Regions from separate parts of the Mus musculus genome. Here region 2 is linked to region 1. The links are chromatin contacts, called in public Hi-C maps. All regions are on one chromosome and are shown on one strand. The core of a region is the stretch at or near the end of the contact, and the rest is flanking DNA. Distances in the headings are between cores, read along the strand shown. Region 1 overlaps Gucy2c (guanylate cyclase 2c). Region 2 holds the start of Art4 (ADP-ribosyltransferase 4).

What was found. Hi-C and Micro-C count contacts between places; a contact is called where the count stands out from the background.
Region 2: a contact with region 1 is called in a Hi-C map of the Ba/F3 cell line, with 2.5 times the contacts expected there. The contact joins the promoter of Art4 here to the enhancer-like site in region 1. A contact is called at or near these places in 2 of 39 promoter capture datasets (the C10 cell line and embryonic stem cells), 16 of 484 Hi-C or Micro-C datasets (B cells, the Ba/F3 cell line, the C10 cell line and 11 more), 1 of 115 datasets of contacts at active chromatin or transcription factors (memory CD8 T cells) and 1 of 9 other capture datasets (liver).

The regions. Positions count from the first base shown.
Region 1 is chr6:136,742,275-136,745,274 of GRCm38.p6, forward strand. It overlaps Gucy2c (guanylate cyclase 2c), which reads right to left. Exons shown (of 27, transcript NM_001127318.1): 10 at 1,642-1,753. Among named protein-coding and RNA genes, the nearest start is that of Gucy2c, 38 kb to the right of the region's middle. Within about 2 kb of position 1,612, at least 62 of the 459 cell types and tissues checked have an H3K27ac peak or open chromatin away from gene starts, as enhancers often do. A contact at or near this core is called in B cells, the Ba/F3 cell line, LSK cells and 4 more, where this site is marked.
Region 2 is chr6:136,856,120-136,859,119 of GRCm38.p6, forward strand. It overlaps Art4 (ADP-ribosyltransferase 4), which reads right to left and starts at 1,481. Exons shown (of 3, transcript NM_026639.2): 1 at 1,044-1,481. The coding sequence starts at 1,124.

The sequences.
Region 1 (3,000 bases), core at 362-2,861:
ATGCGATAAAACTGTAGCACATTTCCATGAGGGCTGCTTGGCAAGCTTTGCCCTGGGGTTGCCTGTCACCTGGCTTTCTAAGTGACTTTGTTTCGCCTCTCACCTAGGCAGGAAAGTGCTCCCACCTCAGGGCTCATGCCATCATGACATCGTGACGTCATGTCATGACCATCATGAGACTGTCATGAAGTCATGTCGTGACCACATTTCTTTTGATGGATACAGTACTTCCACCATGCCTACCACCATCACACACTGCCACCGTAACACACCCCTAGCCCCAGACAAAGAGGAAGTCTGTAGAAAAAATACAACTCCACACTGTGGCATCATACACCCCCATGCCAGAGCATGAGTCTGAGCCACTCAGGTCATTTCAGTCCCTACCTGCCTACATAATGAGCACCCCCTGTGCTAGACATAATGACCATAATTAGATATTTAAACATGCTATTTAAATGAAATCAGTTCATTGTTGTTTAGACAGGGTCATACTCAGTAGTCCAGGCTGGCCTGGATCTCATTTTGTGGCCGAGGATTGCCTCAACTCATGGTAATATTCCCTTCGGTATTCCCAACACTGTGATTACAGATGTGAGCCACCTGGCTAAATGCAGTTGTTTAAAATTCAACCGCATTTTCATTTTGCTTCTCTGTTAAGTCAGGTTCAGGCTACTTCTAAGGCAAACCATCTGTGCCCTCTAGTGGCTATTCTGGTTGTTGCATTCTGCCGGCTTCTCAAAGAATGTACAGTGAACAGCAGGGTGATTTCTAAGTCCTAGGACAGTAGGGCTGGAGGGAACTCGGTAAACAGGCTGCTTTGCTAGAGGAGAAAGCTTTTAGTTGTAATCAAAGCAAACTGACTCATGTTAACGCAATTGTCTTTGGCTATGCTACCCTGGACCTGCCTTTTCATCTAAATTAATGGTTTTAGTGCTGGGTCCAGTGTGTGTGTGTGTGTGTGTGTGTGTTTGTGTGTGTGTGTGTGTGTAATTAATATAATATAATATATCACTATATTATATTTAATAATATTATATAACATTATATATTCTTATGATATTAATGTTACAATATATATTGTAGATTATATAGAATAAATTACATATTGAATGTATTGAATATATTGAATAATTGAATACATAATTATTCAATTATTCCAGTGCAGTATGCTTCAGCAACAGGTATCAGTGACTATTAGACCCCAATCTTGTACAGTATGTTGTAAAAAGACACATGAACAAGCAAATGTGGCGTGAGTACCGTGCAGGCGTCACACAGGGCTAGACAGATCCTTTCCTGAGGTGCTGAGCAAAGCTGAGGAGAGGTGAGATCCAGCAAATATTCCTTGCTTAAAACATTGAGTCTGTAGCAGTAACAGGATAAAGTACACATTTTTATGTCTATTCAATTTTGCTGATTTTCTGACTTTGTTTTCTAGGGGGTCCCGCTTATATGGAAACCATCTTCAAGACAGGGTTCGAATGTGGATGGGTCTAACCAGAACTCACTGGGCTTGTAAAACCCAGCCACAAACCTGGAGAGTCTAGGCAAGATGAGAAGAAAAGATAAACAAGCTAACTGCCTACAGCTTGCGCGGAAACCACATCGAGAGAAGGAAACTCAGCAAGAACGGCTTACCCAGCCCAGGAACGTCATTGGGGAGCTTGTGGTTCTTCCAGATGAAGTTGGGGTTCTCAGCCACCGGAATAGTTTTGTTTTTGTGGGTGTCATACTTCATAAGAACCTTGTACTGTGTTGGAGCCATAAACAAAGGCAAAAAGAAAAGAAAATCATGAGAACATTTTAGAGCAATGTGTGATGAGGCTGACTGTGTGTGTGTGTGTGGCTTTGGGGACGTGATCTCGATCTCTTAATCCTCCTGCCTCAGCTTCCCAAATTTTGGGATTACAGATATGAGCCATCATTACCAGTTGTTAATTAAGCCTCTATGAATAAAGCCTTCACGTGACGTTATCTGCTAATGGAAACATTATTACAGGCTATCTTTGAATTAGTGCTCTAGGTATTGACAATGCTGTGTGCAATATGTTTGAAACAGGGCTACCTTCTACAGTCACTATCCTTCCCTCAAAATATTCTCCATGGGAAATTTACATTTAGAGACTTGAGTCTGAAGGATAGAACCTATAGTTGCATATATAGAAGGTCAAAATTAGCCTGTATGCTAGGGTGTGGCTTATCAACTCTCTATTGATACCTACCCTGAGTATAGACTAGTATTCTGATAGCTCCATGTTTTGAGAGCTAATTGCTAGGTTCTCCCCAATACACACACTATGTACTGAGGTTGGAAGCAGTCAAATGCTGAGAAGTTTGACCAAATTTGTTTTGGGAGACCTGTGTAGGGAACAGTGGAAGTGTGGTGAGGAAAGGTCTCTCACACACGTCTTTGTGTCTCTTCCGAGGACAGTAGGGTCTTCATCTCTTTGGATGAGCATGTGGGTCTCTTTGTGTGGTTCCTGTTAGTAACTGAAGCATTTGGGGGATATGACACAAAAATTTTCCATGGCATGTGTATCAACTTTATATTCCTCTTAAAGTTTCTCCCTCCCTCCCTCCCTCCCTCCCTCCCTCCCTCCCTCCCTCCCTCCCTCCCTCCCTCCCTTCCTTCCTTCCTTCCTTCCTTCCTTCTTTCCTTCTCTCCCTGCCTTCCCTCCCTCCCTTCTCTTTTTCCCTCTTCCTTCCTTTCTTTCTTTTTTCTTTTTTTCTTTCTGTGTCTCTGCCTCTTTGCCTGTCTCTCTCTCCCTCTCTCCTTCCCTCCCTCCCTCTCTCCCTCCTTCCCTCCCTCCCTCTCTCCCTCCTTCCCTCCCTCCCTCTCTTTCTCTCTCTCCCCTTCTCTCTCTCTCTCTCTCTTCTTTTTTTCTATTTGGGAGGTGGGTATACATATCATTCATGTGGTGGTCAGGGGACAATTTTCAGGAATCCAATCTCTCCTTCTACCACGTGAGTCTTGGGGATCAAACTCAGGCTGTCTGT
Region 2 (3,000 bases), core at 231-2,730, 110 kb after region 1:
AGCCTGTCAGACTTGTCTCTCCAGCTACTGGCAGTGCAGGACTGAGACCTCTCAGGTAACAGCTTGTCTTGGGGGAGAAGCACTTATGCCACAGACATAAGACTAGCCAGGCTCCAGGGTGGAGAGCAGGGCAGAACCCGTGCATGCAGCTGCGCTTCCAAAGCTCGAGAAACAGCGTTTCAGGGGAGCAGTGGGGCCGTGCCTGGGAGCACCTCCTCTTGGTGAGCGAGGGGCTGGAAAGTACACCCCTCTTGGAGGTGGGGAAACAGTTGAATGTTGTCTAGAGGGTGCCGAAAGGAGGCTCCCTGGCTTCGGTCAGCTCGTTAGTGAGAACTGTATCAGCATCACCTACACTCAACCATTTCTGGGCAAAACAACGATGCTTTTCTCATGAGCAGCACTCACCAAAAGGCAAGATTCTGCCCAAGGCCAGCGTTGTTGGGGGCGGAGCTAGAGAACACACGGTTTGGTATTTTAACCGTGTGATTTATGATGTCATGCTGTCTAGTTACATACAATCTAGAGTCAATTTTACAGACTGATTGGATGATGTGAACCAGTGCACCAGATTTTAAAACAAGCTTCCATTAATCCAAGCCAAGAATCACATTCTGTCAAATATCAAAATGAACTCTGACACATTTTTAACATGTCTCCAGATCTCAAATGTTTCCTGTGTCACCCATTATCATTAGCTTATTTTTAGTTTATAGATATTTAAAATTAGGATACTCCAAATGTGTGCTATCTGTATAAAGCGGTTTTGAGTTAAACAGGTTAGTCTACATTATTGCCCCGGTGGAATCATTGCTTTAATACTTAAAAGAATCGGGAAAATAACTCAATGGCACTCACATCAATTATGCCAGATTTATGACTTAAAAATTTTTAATTTTTATAGCAATTTTCCCTGTCACTCTTTACTAACATTGTTTATTCTTAGATTGCCAGTGGCTAAGTTCTTAGCAATTAGGTGGCCCCCAGGTGAATAGCCTGTTGGTGCATCGTTGATCATGAGAGACCAACTTTTCGATAGCCCCTACCTCAGTGCTCCCCGCGGGTGTCTGCTGGACCCAGAGCAGTAGCAGCAGGGTGAGCTGCCCTCCTGGAAGCCACAGCGCCATCCTCCTGTCTGTAGCACTTGGTAGACACGTTCTCTTAGATCTACTGGTCAGTGGGCAGCTTGGTGGTTTGTGTCAGCAACACTTCTTTATTCTGAAAGCCTCGTCCCAGAATACGCTCTAGAGTCCTCCTTTGGCATTTTCTTTTCCGGCTGTGTCTGAGGTTCTGCTCCTGCCGCAACTGTGACTTCTGTTGAATATCAACAACCTCAACAACCGACAGTTTCCTCCAAGGTAGAAGTCTAGCGCCTTTGCAGTGTTGAAGTCTCCGCGAAAGGGCCAGATGTGCGCGGCACAGAATGGTTTTCAGTGTAAAGAAGGCAAAAACCGTCTCTCTGTCTAGTCGGCATGCAGGGGAATGCCAAGGGTCTGTTCAGGGTCAGGCTGTGCAGTTCAGCCTTGCCTTTCCCAGATCGACAAGAAAAGGCATGCTCCAGGAGTACTCGGGCCAAGTCCCATTATCTGCAGCCCCAGGCTTTCCCTGTGAGCCACTGCAGTGGCACATGAAGCGCAGCTGGGGAGATGCGATCTTAAGGTGGACCTGTGTCAGGCTCATCTGGCAGTGCTGATAGCCCTGCCCTGGAATGATTGCCCTCCAGCAGCACAGGCTTTTAATGTTGTGTGTTCTTTGCTGCCTCTCCACGGTGTGTTTGAAACATCCCCGTTCAGAGACGGGGGCTGTTGGAGTCACAGCTTTGAATGTTTATTTCTTTTGAGAGCTTCAGGTTTTCTATCTATTGTAATCTGCAATGAGGCCCGCAGGCAGGAGTTAAGTCCGACTTTCCACTGTTAACCACATTTCCTGCTCAAGTCTGGCTGTCCTTCCACTACTCCCGACCTTTCAGAGTCTGCTGGCTCGCAGACGTTGTTTATGTTCCCTGCCTCTTATCTAACTGTGACAAGAACCAAATTCCGTTCTTGGGAATTGTGGTCCTGCTTTCTTTTTACCACGTTAAATATTGGTCTGTCTGAAGTTTCCCAAGTCATAGAAGCATAAAAGAAGGAACGCTAATTATTCAAAATGATTGCTTGGAGAAAGCCACTATTTTGATTTACATTTTGGCTTTATACCCACAACACACACACACACACACACACACACACACACACACACACACAGAGCAGAAGTGAAATCACAAGACTTTGTATACTGTTTGTTTCCCATTAATGTTTTATTTATTTATTTGTTTGTTTCTCACAAGTGTGTGTGTGTGTGTGTGTGCTTGTGTGTGTGTTCAACTTGAGTGTCTTCCTACCCCTCACTCTCCACCTTAGTTTTTGATCCGGGCTTTCAGTGAACCTGGAGCTCACAGATTTGGTAGTGGATTGAGAAGCCCCGTGTCTGCGTCCCCATACTAGGACTGCAGGCGCGTGCTGCGTTTGTTCTGTTGTTGCTCTGCCTGATGAGTTCCTGTGAGCTGCATGGCCAGTGCCTTCCCAGCAGAGCCGTCTTTCCAGCCCTAATGATTAATTTTTCAAGGGTTTTTTTCAAGATAGTGTCTCATATATCCGAGGCTGGTTTTGAACTCAATATGGAACTGAGGCTGACACTCAATCTTTGATCCTCTGTCTCTATCTCCTGGGTACTGGAATAGCAGGGGTAAGCCATCATAACCTGTTTCTATGGTACTGGGGGGTCAGACTGCCAGGCCTTTATGCTAGACAAGCACTCGACCAATGCAGCTGCATCAGCAGCCAGCACTGTAACATTTACTATTAATGTGTGTGTGTGTGTGTGTGTGTGTGTGTGTGTGTGTGTGTGTGTGTGTAGCTCGAACTTGCCTTGAATTCTTGATTCTCTGTCCCTGTCTCAGGAGTGCTGGGATTACAGATGTGCTCAAGAGCTCCAAACTTAAGATAAAGCCATGTTTACTGTTTC